2 separate regions of the Oryctolagus cuniculus genome follow, and region 1 is linked to region 2. The links are chromatin contacts, called in public Micro-C maps. All regions are on one chromosome and are shown on one strand. Each heading gives the region's core, a stretch centred on a gene start, on an enhancer-like site or on the middle of the called end of the contact. The rest is flanking DNA. Distances are from core to core; before and after follow the strand shown.

Region 1 (5,239 bases), core at 894-3,393, 220 kb before region 2:
CATATCTTTTCTGGAAGTCTTTCTTGACTCATGACCTCTTGCCAACCTAAATTGGATTATTGCTTCTCTGAGATTCATAATTCCTTGTGTGTTTTTCTGCACTACACATACCACTCCATAAGGTAATTATGCAAATATTCCACCTAAATTCTGTTTTATTCATGTTGGTGTCTTCCAAGATTTGTACACTGCCTGGTACATGGATAATTCGAAAATGTGATTTGAATAAAAATAACATTGAACAGGGAAATAAACTTGGCACAGGTTATATTTTAGGGTGGATGGATGAAAGTGGAAATGCACATAATTGGTTGTTTAGTACATCTTTCCAAAAGACAGTTGGGTCTAGAATAATAGAAAAAGCCTTTCATTGTGAAGCTACAGTTTAAGTTACAAAACCAGCAATAGAAACTTTTATAGACAGGGCAGTAAAATGGCATAGGGCTATAGAGGAAGGGACAGAGTAGAAACCAGGAAAGTCAAGTCATTCTCGCAAATGCTTGGAGAACATCACTTCCAATCATGTTCCAAACACATACAAAGATGAAGATAAACAAGAGGTCAAACTCTAGTACAAGCCTGCTCCCTGAACCGCCTAGGTTACAAGACATCACCACTACTCCTGTATGAATACGCAAAGCTTTTTCTAATCTTTATTGTAGTAAAATATACATAAAATTTGTCATTTTTAAAGTGCATAGTTTGGTGGCATTGAGTGCACTCGCATTACTGTGCAACCATCACCATGATCCAGCCTCCTAACTCATTTTTTTAGTTATTTATTTTCATTTTTTAGTTGAAAGGTGGACAGGCAGAGACCTTCCATCTGCTGGTTCACTTCTCAAATGTCTGTAACAGCTAGTGCTTGTACAGACCAAAGCCAGCAGCTTGGAACTCTAGTTGGGTCTCCCAAATGGGTGGCAGGGACCCAAGCACTTGAGCCATTATTTGCTGCCTCCCAGGGTGCACATTAGCAGGAAGTCCCTCTGAGATGGAATGCGGGTGCCCTAAGTGGCATCTTAACCACGGGGCCAAACACCTGCCCCTTCTAATTCATTTTTAACTATAAGCTGAAGCCATAATTTTCTTCATTAACCCTGCTTTAGCTACATATTGAGTTTTATGCACCAGAAAATGTTCTACTGGATTACATTCAGAAACAAGGAACGACACACAAAGGAAAAATCAAAACAAGAGAAAAGGTATACAAATTTATTAACATGTAAAAGGGACAAATCACAGCACGGGGAAAATATACGAGCGATTATACACTATCACAATTATTCATAAGTTATTATATACCCCATTTTTATGGAGCAGGGGAAGATGAGGAATTTAGACAGTTTTGAGGGGCATAGTAAATGATTTTTAGGGAAACTTAATGGTTTGTGAATCTGCCCGCAGAACGGACAGGTGAGTCCAGTGTGTTGACAGACTTCCAGGTGTGTCTTTCTTTCAGTGATGTGAGTTTAGTTATTAAAAGCTCGGGGGCGTTGGAGTGAGTGGGAAGGAGACCACAGGTGATCGTTTCTTCTTCAGCAGGTCTTGTCTTTGGGCAAAAAATATTTTCAGAAAGCCTCTCCTCACGCTTGAATGCGAAAAGCAAAGGTCAGAGGCACCTAATTCTGAAGGTTCTCAAGACCTGTCGGCATGTCAAAGTCCCAGTATTTTTTGTTTTGAGTCCCAACAAGTGAAATAAAAGATCAATAAAGGACTAGCCTTCAAGGCCTTGTGTTAATGGAGTTTAAGAGCTAGAGGCTCACTTCCTCAATCCTCTTTCGCCCTTCCGGGCGTCACAACCGAGAAGCAACTGGATCAGCACCCACATTTCGCCAAAACGCAATTCGGTCCTGGTCTCCAAAGGCCGCTGTCCCGAGCCAGCGCGGATGCTCCGCGGCTTCCTTTCCCTACTGTGCAAACTTGGTAGGGTAGGGACCGGGCTCTCTACAGGAGACGGCAGGATAGCGCTGAGAAGAGTGGAGGGAACAAAGTGAGAAAAACAGCTGGAGCCTCAGCCTTTCCTCTTCAGGCCTCCCTCTAGCTCCCAAGTCTTCACCGGCCCCCGGAGCGCTCCCTTAAACCCACAGCCTTGCCCTTTGCTTGGGCTCGCGCTTTTTATTGACGCAAAACTCCCATTCTCGCGGGATCTTGGGAGCGAGAGCCGCGCAGGGCGAACGAATCTCGAAATCTCAGTTGGCGCTGGAAGTGGAGCGGCCGCTGGGGCTCCTGAGGGCGGGGTGCGGAGCTTGCGAGGGGCGTGGCCTCGTCTCCGAGAGGGGAGGGACGAGGCGGGAGGGGGAGGTGAGAGAGACCGGGGGCGGGGCCGTGCGGCCACGGACCTGTTGATCGCAGGTAGAGCCGGCTGGCCCGGGATCCCTCGGGAGTGGGGCGACTGCGCATGCTCGTTAGTGGCGCTGGGCCAGTCGCGGAGCGGCGGTGACGAGCAGGCTGCTCGGTTGCGGCGGTTGCGGTGGTTGCGGTTGCTGCGATGGCGAAGTGAGGGGGCCCCGGACGGGATGGTGCTGACCCGGGTAGGGCTTTCTTCTTCCAGCTGGACGACGAGCTCCTCTGTCCGACGGGCGAGGGAAGAGGCCAAGCCCGGCGAGAGGTAAGCCCGTAACCCTCCTCTCCGGCTCCCCCGGCTGCAGACACCCGCGACCCTCCCTCCGTCCCTCTTTCCCAGGGGCCAGGCAGGAAGAGGCCTCCTTCTCCCCGTCCCGCGCTCGCCCGCTGCTGCCCGCGTCCCGGCTGCTCGCGGCCGAAACCCGGCCCGGGCCCCGCTGAAGGTCGGTGGGGACGGCGGTGCTGGGCGCTATCTGGGAGGCGAGGGACCGCGGCGCTGCGCTCGCCCGGCGCTCTCCACCGCCCCTGCCCCAGCCGCGGGTCCCTCCGGCCGGCTCTTCCTGAGCCTCCCGCCTCCCGTGCCCCAACCTTAGCCTGCCCTTCGCCCCCTGCTCCAGCTTCGACCCTCCCCCGGCCCCTGCTTTACCTGCCTTGCGTGCTTCTGCGTTTTCATCCCGCGCCTCCCACGTGCCTTTTCGTCCTGGTGGTCCCTCGGTTGGAAGCGGTGTACGCTTTTTGCTCCCTTGGATTTCTTTCCTGTCGCTGTGCATCCTGCCCAGCCTGGCGGTTCCCTACCCGGAGCGTCTTACCCTCGCCCACCTGGGTGCTCACTCTGTTACCTCCATAATTGGTCTTCCGTGGCTTTCGGAACTTCATTCTCTTCTGTTGGTTGCCGTGTGTGTGTGTGTGTGTGTGTGTGTAAGCATCGCTTTGCCCCAGACTTGGTTCTGTGCCCCACCTTAGCTTCGGAAGCCCCTCTCTGGGTACCGTACTTCGCTTACTGCCTAATAGCTCCTGCCTCCCTTGTCTTTTTCCACCCTCGTCCCATTTCTGCTCTCTAATCTTGATCCATCTCTCCCCACCACCAATCTTATTTTCCTAGGTCGAGCCTCTTAACTTCAAACGTATGGTTTTTTTTTTTTTTCTCATTAAATCCCGGAGAATTCTTTCTAACATGCCCATCTGTTCTATTCTGTTTTCTACCTAAGCTACGTATCCACTCTGTATGTAGTTCAGCTTCCAGTTTCTTAAAGTCTCTTCATTCTTTCTTCACCACCTGGAAATATCATCAAACGAGTGACAGTAGCAATAAACCTGTTAAACTTCGTGACTGATGCATTAATTTTTAAGAATTATGTTTATCTGACATTGACTCAGGAGAAGGAGTTCAAGTTCAGATTTCAGGAAACTAACGAAGGGCTGAGATTTGCTAAAGGAGAACCTACAAACATATGCTGAACACTTGAAAATGTTACTGTCCTCCAGTACATGTAGTTATCTGAGAACTAATCTTAAATGAATTTTAACAAAATGTATTATTAGACAGTTTAAACTTATGCTGTTGCAGTTGATTGCATCATTTTCTTGAGAGTCTGTTCCCTTTAATAAATGCATATGATTTCTGCTAACTTAAGAATAAAGTTAGTATGCTTACTGAAGGAGAAATGCGTGAGAACAGAAGTATTACATTTTTGAGTTGGGCAGAACTTTTTTCTAAAGAGTTTTGGGAAAAAAGGTTTTGGAAATTGTTTCCTTACTTTATTGTGATGAAGACTTGGTTTAAGTAAAACGTACCTCTGTATAAATATGCTGTCTTATTTTGGAGGCATCTGCAGAAGCAACTACTCTCAGTGAAGTTTGCCTTTATTCTAGGGTTGAAGATCATCTGGATTATGTATTTCGTTCTGGAATCTCAAAGCAGTCCACAAACAGTAAATTCTTCCTTATGTTGTCTATGTCAGGTAGGAATTAAGTTTTTCTGTTTCTAAGAAGGGAAATCCCAAGGCAAAAGGAATGTAGTTCTTTATTCAGAGTGACTTGAGGTGAACATAGGAAGATCTTTAGTTTCATGAACCACACTTCTCTTAGAAGAACCAGTAATTACTGTGTATGTTTAAGAGATGATGAACTCCTCAGCTTTTCAGATTTTTTTTAAAATGATTTTTCAAATGCATATGGAGAGATTACTGCTGCTTCTATAAAGAAACTTCCTCTTTCTTGAAATGCTGGTGTTTTTATTTTTAGGTGACTATTCATTACAAGAAATAAATATCAATGCTTGGTTTTTTTAGTAAGTTGATTCTGTGCTCTTAGAAATTAAAGTAAGATTAGTGGTAGACAGCGGCATAGGACTAATAAGTCAGAAGTTCTAAACTCTTATGACTCATGACATTAGTTTGCAGAAGCCACTTAACCTCTAAACCTAGTATCTCCACCTATGAAATGTGGATAATAAAGGTGGCCCATCAGTAATCTGTGAGCAGTGAAGCCATGATCATTTAAACTTGCTCTGGGCAACCACAGACAAAAATTGCTGCATAAATACTTATTTTTTTATCTCTTAATTTTAGACTTTATTAGAGTATAATTTACAGCTTAAATCTCAGCTCAAACTGGAACTTAGAATTTTTTGTTTTATTTCAGACTTTTGTGAAAAGTCTACTAGAATGTTAAAACTGAGAACTAACGTTAATTAATGTTCATATATTGTGGCGTAGACACTGCAGCATTCAGTATGTACAAGGGATATACTCCTTGTTTGCCAGAATTTGAAACTGAAAAGAGATGTAAGAGTTACATATACGTCTGTGGTTACCTTCTTAATTTCTGTTGTCTTTTTATTTTTTATTTGTTTACTAAAAATGTAGACCTTTGAGAATGGGTTAATAAATGTGGC
Region 2 (4,799 bases), core at 714-3,213:
TTCTTTCTCACTTGGACCTAACCAGTAACCCTGTGCTGTAGTCTGTTTTCCAAGCTACTTGATGTCTTTAGGGTTGTGTGCATGTTGCTTTTCCTCAATATCTCCCACTCTACCACCATTCTAAATCAAATCAGTTTTCTGGAGATGGCTGATAAATTTTACTGTCATTTTTTTTCTTTTCATTGAAACTCACTGATATCCTCTTAGTGATTATTTGTCAGAGTTGCACAGCTTAAGCTCTAATTTTCTCAATTACAGGGCATCTTCATTGCTATATCCATTCAGTTTAATTCCACAAACATTTCTGAGTCCTTGTAGCAAGAACAGAGCTGGGTGGGCAAGAGGGTTACCATTACAAAGAGACTGAAATTAGCACTGGTCTTACATAAAAGTATAGCATGGGGGCAAGCAGTAGATAAGACATAACTTGGGACCCCTGTATCCTGTATCAGAGTGCCTGTGTTGAAGTCCTGGCTCTGCTTCCAATTCCAGCTCCCTGCTGCTGCACACCCTGGAAGGCAGCAGGTGATGGCTCAGAAGGTAGGGTCCCCTGCCATTCACATGGGAGATCTGGATTGAGTTCCCAGCTCCTGGCTAACACTTGTCCCAGCCTCGCTGTTGAGGACATTTGGGAGAGTGAATCCACGGATGGAAGATCTCTTTCAAATAAAAAAAATCATAAACAAATAAAAGAATATATGACATAGCCCCCAGCTCATCACCTTTCTTAGCATCTGCCCCACCACAGATAATGGTTATTTTTCTTGTTTACATACATTCCATATTAGAAATTGCTAATAATCCTTAAAATACCAAATATTTCAAACTGTGTCACTCAGAGTTCAAGCCCTATGAGCTTGGATTAGGGAGCTCAAGGCTCTAGTCCTAGGCTTTTTTTTCTTGCCCTAAGATCACTGTTTATACACTGCCTGGTATTTGGCTACTTGGTCAAACACTTTCTCCACTTCACGAAAGAGCTATTGCCATGTGTCTGAGACTCTCAAGCTGCACTGCTTTGGATTTGAATCTCAATTCTGTCCCTCAGGCAAATTAATTCCTATGAGGTGTACTTTCCTCATCAGTACAACGAGGATAACAGTTTCGTACGGTTAAATGAGTCACAATCCCTTAATAAATGCTACCACCAGATTATTTCGCTAACCTGAAATGTAAGGGATTTATTTCTCCTCTTTTATTCCAGGATTCTACCTTCTAGAATCCTGCGTGTTTCAGAACTGCAGAAGAATAAAACGATGAATACATTCTCTATTATTTCTGCATTTCCAGTGTTGCACCTGTTGGAAAAGAAATGCGGTGGTGAAAGAATCAGAAACGAGAAGTCACTTAACAGCCCGGACAGCTTTATTACAGAATAAACGTGAGAGGGGTCCTCAGCCACAGAGACCACCCCCCCCCCCCGCCCCCAGGCTGAAAAGGTTTTATAGGGTAAGGCTGGGAGGGGCTTTCCATCTCTGCTGGCTCTGCAGCTGCTTCAAGATGCAGGTCAAGCTAGGAGGCTGAGCACTGCGGCTGGGTCAGGAGCCGCTGGGTAACTGAGGTAGGAAGTCGGGCAGACTTAGCACATCTCATTCGCCTACTAGGCTGGGAAACACACTTCCGACTGAACACATTCTGTGTCTTTGCCCTTTCCCATCAGCGCAGGCACGAGCAAAGGTACGGAGGCAAGTAAAGTGGCCTCCCTGCGAAAGGTCTCCCATGACCGGGTTTTACCCCAGGCCCTCAGTAACAACCACCTCCGACGAACCCTGCCAGCTACCTTTCAGGAATCACCTTGGGCAAAGGCCCTTCAGGGAAAAGATCCGGCTAACCGCGGCCAGGGGACGCTCAGCGCATGTGCAACGCGCCCGCGCTCGCGTTCTTTCCTCCGCGCCACCCGGAAGCCTCGCGCCGTCCCCTCCCCCTCCGCGTCCGCCTCCCCTCGCCGGCTCCGGCGGTGCGTGCGGGGCCGGCCGGGCGAGGAGGCGGGACACGTCGGCGCTGCCGCCGCCGCCGCCCCTCCTGTTCCAGCTGCCGCCGCGGCCGCCGCTTCCTGGGCTGAGTCCGCCCGCGGTCCCAGCGGCGCCAGGTGCGTTCGGCCGGCCCGGCTCCTGCCAGCGTTCGCCGCCACCGTAGGTGCTCCGGGCTCCCCGCCCCGCTGCCGAGATGGCGACGCGCTCCTGCCGGGAGAAAGCTCAGAAGCTGAACGAGCAGCACCAGCTCATCTTATCCAAACTGCTGAGGGAGGAAGACAACAAGTACTGCGCCGACTGCGAGGCCAAAGGTAACGCGGACAGAGTCGCCGCCCGTGGTCGGGGCCTCCCGCGAACGGTGACCTTCCGGCCGCCGCGGCGCGTCGGCTGGGCCGGCCGCTCCCGGCCGACCCGGGAGGGCGGGTGCAGGGGCGGGCGCGGGGCTCCTAGCGACCCTCACCTCCGCCCGAGGCGGCGACGAGGTCCGAGCCGCGGGCTCCGTCTGGGTTCCCAGCCTCCTTTCCGCCCCGCCGGTGCCCGCGTCCGGATGTTCGGATCCTCCCCACAATGCTGGTCTGGGAGCGGGGAACTGGGCGCCGGCCTGGGCACTGCTTGGGGTTAAAGGGTTGTCCTGCCTCTGCTCACAGCTACCTCTGTGGGTGGGGCCGCCCTTCGGATTCTGGCCCCCCTCGACCCTCCCTTGTGACCAAGTCCTGCTGCTCGGGGCTCGGATGCTTCCCACATGGAGCCCTACCTGCCTGCCCACCTGACAGCTTTTGTACAGGGTTCTTGTTTATGCTCCCTGAAAAAGACTGTGGTGGTCCTTTTTCGTGGGTTGGAGTTAAAAAAATTGGGAAGGGTCTTTACTGCTATTAGTAGTAGAAGTGATCTTTAGGTTGCTGTTAGCTAGAATGAAGAGGATTTCATTACCTGAATCTCTTGGATAGTGGGATTATGCTCCTGAAGCCTTTAGTAATTCTGTTCCCTCAGACTAGATAGTTTGAGAGAACATGTGGGCTCTGGTTTGTGTACCTGATAAACGCTGAAGGTGCATTTTAAAGATCCGGAGATGGAAAACACCTAGTTTTAGTTTGTTCAGTTGGAGGGCTTCTGCCCCAGCCTTTAAAATACATAACTATTTTTAGCTGATAGATTGTCTTTGGAGGTCTGATTTATATTTAATGCCTTGTAAGTAAACTCATGGGAAAAAATGTTTCAGATTTTTTAAAAGCAATGTCTCCTGTAGTTAGAAAACAATTTTTCTTATTTGTAAATTGGTTTGATTATTCTGTTAGAAATTTCTTCAAAGCAAGAGATGGTCAGCCTTTGGGAATATCATTTATGGATTTTGCATTATTTGATCTAGACTTTTCCTGAAGCTTTTCTGTTCTTAATACTAAATAAATGAGTCATGTTTCTGTAGGCTGCTCATGTTTGATTAGATTGAACCTCACAACATCAGCAAGTTTACTGTCTTAGCAGGTATGGGATTACTAAAAGGATCATGTGGGAATACTGTAACTAGATCATTTTCTGAAACACTTTTGAATATCTTAGTAACTCCATTGAGTTCTGTGTATCATATGTAATCTTGTAGATGATAAGTTTAAAAAAATTGTGTGCCTGGTTCTTGTGGTGATATATGTTTGCTTGGATCTTGACTGTATATGTGGTTATTTGAGAGTACTGAGGTTCAATTGTGTGCTTATCACTAACTCATTACTAGTAAAACACCGAAAAATAGGCTTTTAACAGATCAGAAAAAGAAAGGTCCTGAAGTTATATAGTACGTTTTGTTTTGAGTAATAAATAACATGGCCAAGTAGAAATTCTGGTAAGTATTAAATGTGTTCAGTAAAAATTGAGCGGGGTAGGCATTTGGCCTGCAGATTGCAAATGCCTGCATCCCATATCAGAGTGCCTGGGTTCCAGTCCTGGCTCTGCTTTCTGTTGCTAATGCATACCATGGTTGGCAGCAGATGGTGATTCAAGTAGTTGGGTCTTTGCCACCCATGTGGGAGACCTGGATTGGTTCTTGGCTCCAGCTTAGGCCCAGATGGTGGCCATTGTGGGCACTCTGGGAGTGACCCAGCAGACAGGAAATCTGTTTCTCTGCCTCCCTCCATAAAATAAATAAATAAGTAAATCTTTAAAAATAGAATAAAATCAATTTTAGTAATTACTTTCCTTTATGTGTAGGGATAATTAAAAAGTGTCTTTTTATTAAGATATCTTTCTCAAAAAAAGTACTTCAAAAATCCGATTTTTCCTGATGCTTTCTAAAACAAAGTTTTTTTTTTTCAGTCATACCATATGTTAACAATGTTTTCATTTACTTTTTTTGGTGGAGGGAGGAGAATCATGTATTTCTTAAATTAGCATCAAAAGTTTCACTTCTAACTTGAATAGTAGGAAGAACTCATTTTGCTCACTGTATTGCCACTCAAAGTGAATCTAGAGTGAATGTCTTTTTTATTGTGGTTTCTATCTGGCCTTTTGTTTGTTGGTTTATTTGTATGTGAGAAATGGAGAAAGTGGGAGAGAGGAGAGTAGATAGCATAAAGAGCTTAAGGGTGCAACTTGAAGGGCTTGAATTCAGTTATGATTTAGAAAGATTGTTTTTTCCCATGTTTCTATTAAATCTAGAATAGTGCTAAAATTATCTTGTAAATTATCTCATCGCTTTACCTTGATCTTTCAGGAAAAGTATCAGTCGTAAGGCCACTTACTGATTTCACAGTTGTAATAACTGAAAAGTTTCAAATGATTTGTAGTTTATAGAGTTAAATGCATTTTTGGAAAGTTTTGTTATCTTTGATATGGCTGAAC

Evidence for each region. A called contact is a pair of places that touch in the nucleus more often than the background predicts.
Region 1: a contact with region 2 is called in a Micro-C map of ear pinna, with 8 times the contacts expected there. The contact joins the promoter of FAM135A here to the promoter of SMAP1 in region 2. A contact is called at or near these places in 3 of 6 Hi-C or Micro-C datasets (ear pinna, psoas muscle and an unstated tissue).

Annotation. Positions count from the first base shown.
Region 1 is chr5:102,318,029-102,323,267 of mOryCun1.1, reverse strand. It overlaps FAM135A (family with sequence similarity 135 member A), which reads left to right and starts at 2,143. Exons shown (of 24, transcript XM_070073902.1): 1 at 2,143-2,237; 2 at 2,552-2,608; 3 at 4,216-4,304.
Region 2 is chr5:102,101,967-102,106,765 of mOryCun1.1, reverse strand. SMAP1 (small ArfGAP 1) reads left to right here and starts at 1,963. Exons shown (of 10, transcript XM_008263098.4): 1 at 1,963-2,281. The coding sequence starts at 2,164. It overlaps LOC138849648 (a long non-coding RNA gene), which reads right to left and starts at 1,916. Exons shown (of 7, transcript XR_011388651.1): 1 at 1,778-1,916; 2 at 1,163-1,295; 3 at 1-329.